2 separate regions of the Mus musculus genome follow, and region 2 is linked to region 1. A link is a contact called in public HiChIP or PLAC-seq data. All regions are on one chromosome and are shown on one strand. Each heading gives the region's core, a stretch centred on a gene start, on an enhancer-like site or on the middle of the called end of the contact. The rest is flanking DNA. Distances are from core to core; before and after follow the strand shown.

The links. HiChIP or PLAC-seq counts read pairs in DNA pulled down with a chosen protein or histone mark.
Region 2: an H3K27ac HiChIP or PLAC-seq map of extraembryonic endoderm stem cells shows a contact between it and region 1, with 4 times the contacts expected there. The contact joins two enhancer-like sites. A contact is called at or near these places in 4 of 115 datasets of contacts at active chromatin or transcription factors (embryonic stem cells, extraembryonic endoderm stem cells, pancreatic cancer cells and 1 more).

The regions. Positions count from the first base shown.
Region 1 is chr17:46,850,231-46,856,204 of GRCm38.p6, forward strand. It overlaps a transcript of Bicral not described here. Among named protein-coding and RNA genes, the nearest start is that of Bicral, 22 kb to the left of the region's middle. Within about 2 kb of position 4,566, at least 73 of the 459 cell types and tissues checked have an H3K27ac peak or open chromatin away from gene starts, as enhancers often do. A contact at or near this core is called in extraembryonic endoderm stem cells, where this site is marked.
Region 2 is chr17:47,475,569-47,481,304 of GRCm38.p6, forward strand. No RefSeq gene overlaps it. Among named protein-coding and RNA genes, the nearest start is that of Taf8, 24 kb to the right of the region's middle. Within about 2 kb of position 4,358, at least 4 of the 459 cell types and tissues checked have an H3K27ac peak or open chromatin away from gene starts, as enhancers often do. A contact at or near this core is called in extraembryonic endoderm stem cells, where this site is marked.

The sequences.
Region 1 (5,974 bases), core at 3,316-5,815:
ATATATGGTTTGCTTCCTTTATATTAAAAGCTAAAAGTAAGGCTGGGTGGTGGTAGTGGGTGGCGCACGCCTTTAATCCCAGCACAGACAAAGGCAGGTAGATTTCTAAGTCTGAGGCCAGTCAGGGCTACAACAAAGAAGCCCTGTTTCAAAAACAAAACTAAAACAAGCTAAAATAAACTTCAAATCAAAACGACAAAACCCTGGTAGCAATCAAAGGCCTGTAACTCCAACTCCAAAGGGTCTTCGAAGTCCTCTTCTGGCCTCCGAGGGCACTGCATGCATGTGGTGCACATACATAAATAAACGCAGGCAAAACATCTAGACACACAAAATAAAAATAAGATCTCAAAAAACAAAGCAAAACCACAAAAACAAAAACATACTTTTAGTCAGGCATAAGTGCACTCCCAGCATTCAGGATGCTGAGGCAGGAGGACTTTTTTGAGCCCAGTCCTCTTGTATGAAATGAGTTCTAGGCCAGCCAGAGCAACAGAGTAAGTCTTTGTCTCAAAACAAAACAGGGCTGGGAATGCACATGTGAAAATCACGCCTGAGGCCCAGGCCTGCTCTCCAGCAAACACAGATAAACTGTCAGCTCAGGCCCGGAATGACACCTAGTATCCCAATCACCTTACTGCCAGGAGCTCCCCTTCCTAGGAGCACTGAGGATAACCTAGTCCTGAGGAGATAGGAGTCTGCTCCGGCATGTGTCGAGGCTGGTGTCAGGTTCATGGCCGCTCGTTTCACCACTGAACCTCCTCACCCCAGCAGCCTTGACTTTATTTTTTAAAAAGAACCAAAACAGCTGGGCAGTTGTGGTGCACGCCTTTAGCACTTGGGAGGCAGAAGCAGGTGGATTTCTGAGTTCGAGGCCAGCCTCGTCTACAGAGTGAGTTCCAGGACAGCCAGGGCCACACAGAGAAACCCTGTCTCGATCCCTCTACCCCAAACAAAACAACCCCCAAAACTCTGTTGTCCAAGCTCTCGCTCTCCTAAAGTGATCCTTACTTCAGCCTCGGACCCTGGGTCTTTTCAGCCAGCACCACAGGACAAGTGCCATCATGCCTGGTCAAGGTCAATTTTAACTTGCTAGACCTCAGAAATCTCAGCTGTATACAGCTGTACTAGTTGTAGATTAAACAGTTTAGTATAAATGCCAAAATGTAATAATTCAGGGACTCTTCCCAAGGGACCTTAGGTAGGTCATTGACTCTTTTCATAATACAGAAACTAGGGATGGACCTTCAGCAATATCTTCAGACAGGATCTCACCATGTAGCCTAGTTTGGCCTAGAACCCAGTGTAGTTCACACTGGCCTCAAATATAGAGATCCTCTTGCTTCTGCCTCCCTGAGAGCTGGGATTAAAGGTGTGTGCCACTGTACCCACCGACTTTAACATGTATTGAAAGGCCATCAGGGTGTGAAGCAGGATAAAAGTGAGACAAATAATATTTGTGAAATGTTTACATTCTAGCCAGGAACAAAGTTGAACTCCTGATGATGTAAGGAAGTTGGATTTGGTGGACCTGAAATAAGCCACTTTGAGAGGCAACACCTATCCTGACTTAAGAGCTTTGGTTCTTCTAACGCAGTGTTTGATGTGTTTGTAGCCAGTGAGCCAAAGAAGCCACAAGAACAGGAAGTGTTCAATTTACAACTTTATTAAGAAATTGATAATTAAACAAGTCACACCCTTTCAAGAGTGTCTAGGACTAAGGGAGCCCTTGGGACTTTCCTGAATGGAAGCACTGGAGGGAAGGGAGAGAGGACAGTAAAGACCCAGCGGCCCCACCCAGCATCCCATCCCAAGGCATCCTTCAAGCATCTTTATTAACACTACTTGCTGGGAGAGCTCTGCTCATCCCACATGCTGCTGCTTAGTGGCTGTTTCTCTTCCCCACTATTTCCATCCAACTAAGACACCTCCCAGGAATGCATCCTTTCTCCCTATATTCAGGCCTTCTTAACCTCCATCCCTAACAAATGGCCCTGCATCTTCTAAGCCAGTTACAGTAATCAATTTTGAATGCCTTTTTTCTTTTCTTTTAAAAAGATTTATTATTATATCTAAGTACACAGTAGCTGTCTTCAGACGCACCAGAAGAGGGCGTCAGATCTCATTACGGATGGTTGTGAGCCACCATGTGGTTGCTGGGATTTGAACTCGGGACCTTTGGAACTGCTGAGCCATCTCTCCAGCCTCCCCCACCCCCCCCTTTTTTTTTTAAAGATTTATTATATGTAAGTACACTGTAGCTGTCTTCACACACCCCAGAAGAGGGCATCAGATCTCATTACTGATGGTTGTGAGTCATCATATGGTTGCTGGGATTTGAACTCAGGACCTTCAGAAGAGCAGTTGGCGCTCTTAACCTGCTGAGCCATCTCACCAGCCCCCCCCCCTTTTTCCCTAATTTCCCTCTACTGTTATTCTGTAGCCAGTTCAAGGGACACGAACCTAAGAAAAAGTACTACCAGCTGCCTCAAAGAGGAGCCAGCTGGTTAAGGGTTTTATACATTTCCACTGGCATCCTTTGGATACTTTCTTCCCTCAACACCTCTCCCTCTCCCCAGTGCAACTGTGCAAAGGTCAAAAAGTCAAACTGGGGCTGGGAAACAGCACAGCAGTACAGAGCTCTCAGTGCGCAGACTCAGGGCTCCAGGCAGCAGCCTGCAGGTGTCTTATGTCCCACTTGCCCTGCAGCCCGAGATGACCAACAACTTCCTTCTGAAACCAGCCGCCACCTGTTCTTCCTGCAAGATGCTGGCCATGCGTGAGAGCACCACAGCCTGCCCTCCATCCCCGCCTCCGAGGTTTCACTCCCTCTAACTCCTGCTCTTCTTTTCTGCCTTCACTCCACTCTCCTCCCACCCTGATAAACCTTGTTCTTAGATCTGAAATTCTTTGTCCTTTCTCAAGAATCCTGCCCCTTTATCAGACTTGCTGTTTTATTAATCTCTCCCTCTTGGGTAGATACTCTCAGCTCATGTGAAAATGTTGGAAAATGGCTCTGGAGGTAAAGTGCCTAAGCCTTGGGTTTGATCTCCAGAACCATGTTAAAGATGAAAGACTTGACAGACCTACACACACACATTCTCTCCCCACACCAAGTACTCAAAATGAGGCTGTAACCCCGCTGCAGTATTTACTCCCCACTCTTTGAGCCCAGCCCTTCAACTCACACGGCAGAGAAGCTGCTTGTCAGATGGGTGGGCATGCCGCCACGGCCTAACTCCTCAGCATTCCACTGGGCACACTACTGTCCTTGCACAGCTTGGTCCACTTCTGTGCTCTCACATGACTTGGGCTGCTCCCAGGACACACCCACCAGCCAGTGACTTCTAACAGCTCAATTTTGGTACCCAACAAGTGGCATATGAATCCTGTCACCATCCCTTGCCAGCTAGTCCTCTTCTGGTCGTCTCCAAATTCTAAGTGGCACCGTCAGCCACTCAAAGCTTGGCCCATAAATGAGAAGCATAAATGAGAGGCATTCTTTTTTTTTTTTTTTTTTTTTTTTTTGGTTTTTCAAGACAGGGTTTCTCTTTATAGCCCTGGCTGTCCTGGAACTCACTTTGTAGACCAGGCTGGCCTCGAACTCAGAAATCTGCCTGCCTCTGCCTCCCGAGTGCTGGGATTAAAGGCGTGCGCCACCACGCCCGGCTGAGAAGACATTCTTGATTCCTTCCGCTCTTGCAGGACCAGACTACAGTGCAAACCTTTCTAATCCCTACCTTTTACACAGCGGTCAAATCGTCTATAAAGAACATGAGCACTTCTGCACTGGTAGTCCTAGGACTAGGAAACTGAGGCAGGAGGATCACATGAACACAAAACTTGAGCCCAAGCAATTAAGCACGACTATGATACTGAAGTTTCAAAACAAAAATCCTCCGCAGTGGATTGCTCGTTAGCAATGCTTGCAGCCCTGAGTTCAAATCCCCACCCTACTCCCTTAGACCATAGCTTCTCACTGCAATTAGGACAAATCTAAGAATTCCCTAAGTGGCCTAATCACAGCAGCTCCAGAGAAGCTCGGCAGCCTTCGCTCCCTTTCAGTCTGCTCTACACAGGCGGCTTGGAACGACAAACCCTGCTTCTGAGGTGGCTAGCACAGCTCATGCCTTCGGAGAAACTTACTAGGCAGCAAGGGCTACTCCCAACTCATATGAAACCTCCAGCTTACAGGTTTTCTCCCACTGGCTGTGAATTCCATGAGTTCAGATGTCTTGTTTTAAATTCCACTCACCACTACTTTTAATGATTCTTTCCCTATAAACTAGACTATTTTAGAGAAACCACGGTTTTAAAAGCTTTTGGGCTTTGTGTCCACATGCAAGTGAAAACCTTTTAAGCTACACAGCTATCCTGTCTACTCGGCTTGGCTGGACTTGAAGGCGGGCAGTTACTGGCCTATCTGATTTCTCTCTAGCTCGGTGTCCTATCTTAATCTTTCCTCTTGAGTCACCTTGAATTCTAGGAACAAACAGGACTGATAACATCCCTGTGGCAAGGGCCTCCAGGGGCTGTGGGCCTGCAGGGCTGGGGCTGCCCGGATCCGGGATGAGGTGGCTGCTTGGAGCACAAGCCACTAGTTTCTCGGGAACCAGACTACACGGGGAACCGGACTCCTTCCTTCCACCTCCACCTCCTGCTTTCCTGGCCATTTTTCCTGTGTAACATCAAAACCCGCTGAGGATGGAATTCTGGGTAATGTCAGTGCCTGCAAGAAGGGTTTGATAAGTCTCTTGACCTGTCCCTAGTCTCAATGAGGCCACAATGTGTCAGCTTTTCACCCCTACTCCTCTTTTATTGGTGTACCTAGACCAGCGTGGAGTCTGGCCTGTTGGTAGGGCCAGAGCCAGGGCTTTTGCCCTAAGTACTCCAGTAATAGGGCCACAGAGATGGCCGAGGGGAAAGGTGATTCACTGTAAGCCCAACGACCCGAGTTTAATCCTCAGGACCCATGTGGTAGAAAGGAAATGTAATTTAAAAAACCCTCCAGTAACACTCAGAAGCAGACTCAGTACTAAGATTTAAAAATCTCATGATATCTAAATTCTCTACAAAAAAAAAAAAAGCTTTAAATGACTTTAATACATGGCAGGAAGAAAGGGAAAAATAATGAGCTGTCACTCAAACCAAAATAATATGGACCGAAAATCCGATGTTGCCCCCTCCCGCACATCAAGTTCTAGTCTAGTACAGTCTAGTTCTAAATCGGCGAGAGTACTAGCTGTCCCCATGGGCTCTCAAACAATGGACTCTCATTCCAACTTCTCCCTGATGAGGCCGGAATTTCAGTCCTGGAGGTGGAGTGCCACGCTAAAACTGACCACAGCTCATCTTGGTAAATAATGGAGATGGCAGATCTGTATTTTAAAGCACCTCCCAGTTAATTCTGATGGTCAGATTCAGTGTGGAACTTTGTGGGGGAATGCAATTTTTGCTGCTTAAAATGGCTACTAGCCTGAACTAGATTAATAAAAACAGTCTGTCATGAGTAAGCCACAAGTATTTAAAGCACTAAACACTTTCTGGAAGTGTTCAATGTATGGCAGTCCCTAACATCCACTGCCTACCTACTGTATTCAGACACAAAGAGCACCACACACTGTGACTTTTAACCACTAGAAAATTAACTATTTCCATCTCCCAGTGCCTCCAGAGCTTCCCAGACCTTCCTCCTCTCCTGTAACGTTTTAAGACCTCTACACACCTGCCCGGTATTTATCTATATAAGGAAACTTGGTTTTTACAAAATGAAAAAGTATGCCGGGCGGTGGTGGCGCACACCTTTAATCCCTAGTGCTTGGGAGGCAGAGGCAGGCGGATTTCCGAGTTCGAGGCCAGCCTGGTCTTCAAAATGAGTTCCAGGACAGCCAGAGCAATACAGAGAAACCCTGCCTGGACTGGACTCCCCCCATCCCCCCCCCCCAAAAAAAACCAGACAAAATGAAAAAGTACA
Region 2 (5,736 bases), core at 3,108-5,607, 630 kb after region 1:
CCTACACTTGGGACTGGAGAAATGGCTCAGTGGGTAAAGGTGCTTGCCACCAAACCTGCTAACGCAGGCTAGCCTAGAACGACAGTAGCTGAGGATAACCCTGAATTTCTGCCTCCACCTTCCAAGATCTGAATTAGACACCTGGTTTATGCAATGCTGGGGAGTGGACCTGGGCCCTTGTTCATGCTAAAGAAGAATGCTACTAACCAGATTTTATCTTCAGCTACTTTTTTTAAAAAAAGATTTATTTTATGTGCCTGAGTGTTTTGCCTGCTTGTATGTATGTGGACTATGTGCATGCAGTGCCTGAGCTGACCAGAAGAGGGCGTCTGGCCTCCTGGATGGTGAACTCAGGATGATTTTGAGCCATCAAGTGGATGCTGGGAACCATACAGCCCAGGCAAACTGTTCCAAGACGGGGTGTTACTAAACCCACAGAGATCCCCTGACCTACCTTCCTCATGCTTGGGTCTTGCACTATAGGCAACTTTAGCTTCCAGAGTACTGGGACTAAAGGAATTTATCACCCCACTTGGCTTCCGCAGTAAACCTCCCACGTTGATACAGTATGGCTGGAGGTGTCTGGGGGACCCTAGCACACCCAAGTCTTGTCAGGCAGAACACCATACATGTCACATGTATGATGACATCACATGTCAGTGATCCCCATTACCATGATGCACACATGTCTGAGAGAGTGAGTGGGGACTGGAAAGGCTGGGTCACCACACTGAGAGAAATATGCTCTTTGCCTGAGCATGGCTTAAGATCATAGTGGAGAGTCTCAGCCTGTCGGCCCTTCAAGTCAGCTAGCTGGTTTCTCTCGTTGGACGCTCACAAGGTTAGGCCTGGAGAGTAGAGGTGACCCCAACTCCCACCCTTACCTCAATGACTCCCACGGCTCCACCCTGAACACCAGCTGGCAACTTGGTCATTTATTTTTACGTGGCCAGCTGACATCATCTCACATCTATCAACTTCCTAGCTGAACTGAGAGTCCCGTCTAGCTAAGCCTGCTCCTGCCTCGGAGCCTTTAACCCAAAAGTTATTTTCTCAGTTATTTGGTCTAGCTTCAAATGTTACCCTCCTGGAGCAAACAAGCCTTTCCTAACCAGCCCATAGAACCCACTAACCTTGTTCCTGCATATTTACTCTCAATACCCTCCTGCATGAGTTTTCCTTAGCAGTTACCACCATCTGTCACACACTGCATTTGTTTGTTTGTTTGTTTGTTTGTTCCGGGCCTGCTCCTGATTTCCATACTGAATTATTCAAGACCATCCTCCACTGGCTTGGTGGTGTGTGTTTCTTTGCTTTAACAGTGGTTTGACACAAATTCTTGTTACATAACTCTGGCTGGTTGATACTCAATATGCATCCCAGGTTGGTCTCTGTCTTAGTCAGGGTTTCTGTTCCTGCACAAACATTATGACCAAGAAGCAAGTTGGGGAGGAAAGGGTTTATTCAGCTTACACTTCCATACTGCTGTTCATCACCAAGGAAGTCAGGACTGGAACTCAAGCAGGTCAGGAAGCAGGAGCTGATGCAGAGGCCATAGAGGGATGTTCATTTCTGGCTTGCTCAGCCAGCTCTCTTATAGAACCAAGACTACCAGCCCAGAGATGGTCCCACCCACAAGGGGCCTTTCCCCCTTGATCACTAATTGAGAAAATAAAATGTCTTACAGCTGGATCTCATGGAGGCATTTCCTCAACTGAAGCTCCTTTTTCTGTGATAACTCCAGCTGTGTCAAGTTGACACAAAACCAGCTAGTATAGTCTCAAACTTGGCAGTTTGAAAAATCTTCCTGCCTCGGCTTCCTAGGTGTGGTAATTAAAGGTGTGTACCCTTGAGCTTGACTCTATCTTCTTCCTTCCTTCCTTCCTTCCTTCCTTCCTTCCTTCCTTCCTTCCTTCCTTCCTTCCTTTAGTTTTTTTTTTGGGGGGGGCGGGCAATTCTCCCGCCACTGACTCTGGAATGTTAGGGTTACCACAGGCTCTGGACTCTACTTATTTTTTTTAGACAGGGTTTCTCTGTATAGCCCTGGCTGTCCTGGAACTCACTTTGTAGATCAGGCTGGCCTCGAACTCAGAAATCTGCCTGCCTCTGCCTCCCGAGTGCTGGGATTAAAGGCGTGTGCCACCACTGCCCGGCCTGATAGACCTTTGCCGAAACCCGGGAATGAACTCTACTTTTTAAAAAAGGATTTTTTTTAAACTTTAGGTGTCTGTGTGTGTCTGTGTGTATAATCTCCCATGTGTGTGTCTGCATGTGTAATCTCACATGTGGGTGTGCGTGTCTGTGTGTGTAACCTCACATGTGTGCAGAGGCTCAGAGAGGTCAGAAGACACTGAATCCTCTGGAACTAGATTTGTGAGCCTTGGTTGTAACCTGGGTGCTGGGAAGCTAACACATGTCCTCTGCGAGAGCAGCAAGTTCTCTTAACTGCTGAGCCGTCTCTCTAGCCCTCTCTGTTTTTTAATTCCATATATTTTGTGATTTACTGTTTTTGTTCTAAAGTGCCTTTAAAGCTAGGTGGTGGTGGTGCACACCTTTAGTCCCCAGCACCTGGGAGGCAGAGGCAAGCAGATCTCAGTGAGTTTGAGGCTAGCCTGGTCTACAGAGTGAATTCCTGAATAGCCAGGGTTGTTATACAGAGAAACCCTGCCTCAACCCTGACCAAATAAAGTGTGTTTATTATCTAATAAAAAGCATGAAAATACTTATTATTATTATTATTGAATAACAACAAGCCTGTTTATTAGATATATGTTTCTGAGGCCTTCCTATCGGGACTGCCAGCAGAAAATTGGAACATGGAGTCATGTGACACATGTGCACACAGACCACCATATATACACTCCTGCATACACGCCATCATATATACATGTGCACAGAGAGAGAGAGAGAAGGAAGGAAGGAAGGAAGGAAGGAAGGAAGGAAGGAAGGAAGGAAAGGAAAGGAAAGGAAAGGAAGGAAGGAAGGAAGGTTGGGAAGGAAGGAAGGAAGGAAGGAAAGAAGGAAGGAAAGAGAAAGAAAGAAAGAGAGAGAGAGAGAGGAAGGAAGGAAGGAAGGAAGGAAGGAAGGAAGAAAGAACGAACCAGGAATGCTCTAAGGGGCTTAACTTTTCCCGATATTCTGCTTCTTCCTTCCTGGTTCATTTACATAAACCCAACTAGAAAACTTGCCCACCAAGTGTCCCCTGGTCACTGGGTACAGTGCCACCCACCTGTGTGTGACCCAGCACTTGGGAGCTGGAGGCAGGAGGACAGGAAGTCCTAGGCTAGCTTTGGCTGTACGTGTTCAGAGATGGCGTCTCATCTTCCAGCCCCTGCCTCCCAGGCACTGAGTTTTCAGACCAAGGCTATCCTGTACGTTCAAGGCCAACCTGGGCTACATGAGCCCTTGTCTTGGATAAAAAGAAGCTGCTCCTAAATGAACCCCATGAGAGTGAGGCTGGGAAGAGTGAAAGTCTTGTTTCCTTCTTACCAAGTCCAAACTCGACCTCAGAATAATGTCAGCAGAGTGGTGATAACTAACAGCCCCACGGGGGCTGCCGAGACCACTCGGAGGGTAAGAGTGATAGCTGCTCTTGCAAAGTACCCAGCACCCATGTTACAAAGGGGTCCACGGGGTCTGACATTCTCTCCTGGATTCTGTGGGCCCTACACAACACAGAGCACAGATATATAGATAGACAGGCACGATACCCAAACATAAAATAATAATAATAATAAAGAAACTATTTTTAAAATTAAAATGGGTGGCCCAAACCTTTAACCCCAGCAACACTCGGGAGGCAGAGGCAGGTGGATCCCTGAGTTCGAGGCCAGCCTAATCTTCAGGTTCCAGGACAGCCAGGGTTACACAGAGAAATCCTGTCTCAATAAAGAAATGACAGACAAACAAATACAAATAAAATAAGTGAATGTGCTTGGGGACAGCAGTGAAAGGACCATCACTTTGCTTGATTCTTTTTGTTTTTGTTTGTTTTGTTTTGTTATTTTTGGTTTTTTGAGACAGGGTTTCTCTGTGTAGCCCTGGCTGTCCTGGAACTCACTGTGTAGACCAGGCTGGCCTCGAACTCAGAGCTCCGCCTGCCTCTGCCTCCCGAGTGCTGGGATTAAAGGCGTGCGCCACCACGCCCGTCACTCTGCTTGATTCTTTAGCCATCAGGGAAGGGACAGACCCTGGCTCTGGAGAGGAGGTGGCACAGCCTAGGGAGCAGGGGATCTATCTCACCCTGTGGGAAGGCTGAGTTTCTGAAGTGGCTGTCTTCACACTTGTTTGCACCAGGGTAATTCCTGACCAGAATGACAGGCAGTTGCCTGGCATTCCAGGGAAGGTGAGAACCCTGCGCTCAGGGAACATCCTGGCTCCCTTCTGAATAGGCTGTCCACTAGAGATGCTATCTCAAACATTGCTCTGTGGGAACATTCCCTCATTATCTCATTAAGCACAATACAAAACGCTTCTGAAAACTGCCATTCGCTTATCAGATTGGCAGGAATGCTTGGCTGCAGTGTGGGAAACCAGGTTTTGGGGTTTTGGTTTGGTTTTTTTTTTTTTTTTTTTCTCCTGGAGGAAGGCTATTTGGCAGCAACCACTGTCTCAAGCCACTCAGGTTGCTGGGACAGAGCTCCACCCATGGAGACTCAAACTTTAAAACAACAACCACCACAACCAGGCCCTGAGGTTTTGAAGCCTAAAAACTAGCACTGAGACTAGAGACACTCGTCCATGGAGAGTCCTTGCTGCTCGGTCCAGACCCCAGCACCTCAGATCAAGCAGCTCACGGTGCCTACGACTTTGCTCCAAGGTCACTGATGCCTGCTTCTGGCCTCGGCAGGCACGTGCATGCACACAGATGCTCGAAAGCGCCTGCTCGCGCGCGCGCGCACACCCACACACACACACACACACACACACACACACACACACACGAGTTTGCACGGTGATGATGTCAGCTCCAGGTAGGTGAATACAATGACAGCAGGCCACCGTAGCAGTGTTTGCTGACAAGAGCTCAAGTTCTGTGCATGCCAGGAAATCCATTAGGATAGGCATGTCGGGATGCTCTGCATCCATCCACATAAGCCAATAAGGATGCCGCTTATGTACCCGGAATGACCTCCAAGAAAGAGTGAGGTGTGCACACGTGTTTCAGGGGGAGGGACAGGCGTGTGTAATAAGCCAGGAATGTTGGTATAACCCCTGAAATTCCAACCTTTGGGAGACTAAGACAGGAGGATTTCTGTGAGCTGGAGGCCAGCCTGGACCACATAGTGAACTAAGCAGTACTTTCTAAGCATGCTCAGTTTGGGATCGGTTCAGTAAGAAGCAATAAACTGAGTGTGTGTTGGGGGGAGGGCATTTGTTATAGTCTGCTCTCAGGAGGCCGAGGCAGGCTTGTGTCACTTTGAGGTCAGCCTGGGTTATATAATGAGTTCAGGGCAACACGGGTGACATAGTAAGACTTTGCCTCAACCCACCCAGCCACCCTAAAAAGGAGGAGGAGGACAGGGGAATCTAAGACACATTTTGGGGACGCTTAGGTCAAGGGTATGGGACATGTTTAATTGGCTAGGGTGATGGGCAGGAATGCCTGTGGACATGCTCAGCCTGCACCATAGAGGAAGGTGCATTAATACGGGAGTGTGCTCTCAGGGTGCCAGCCTCCACCCCACCTAGCGACTGACCTCATGCAAGCTGCTTAGCTTCAAAGCCCATTTCCTG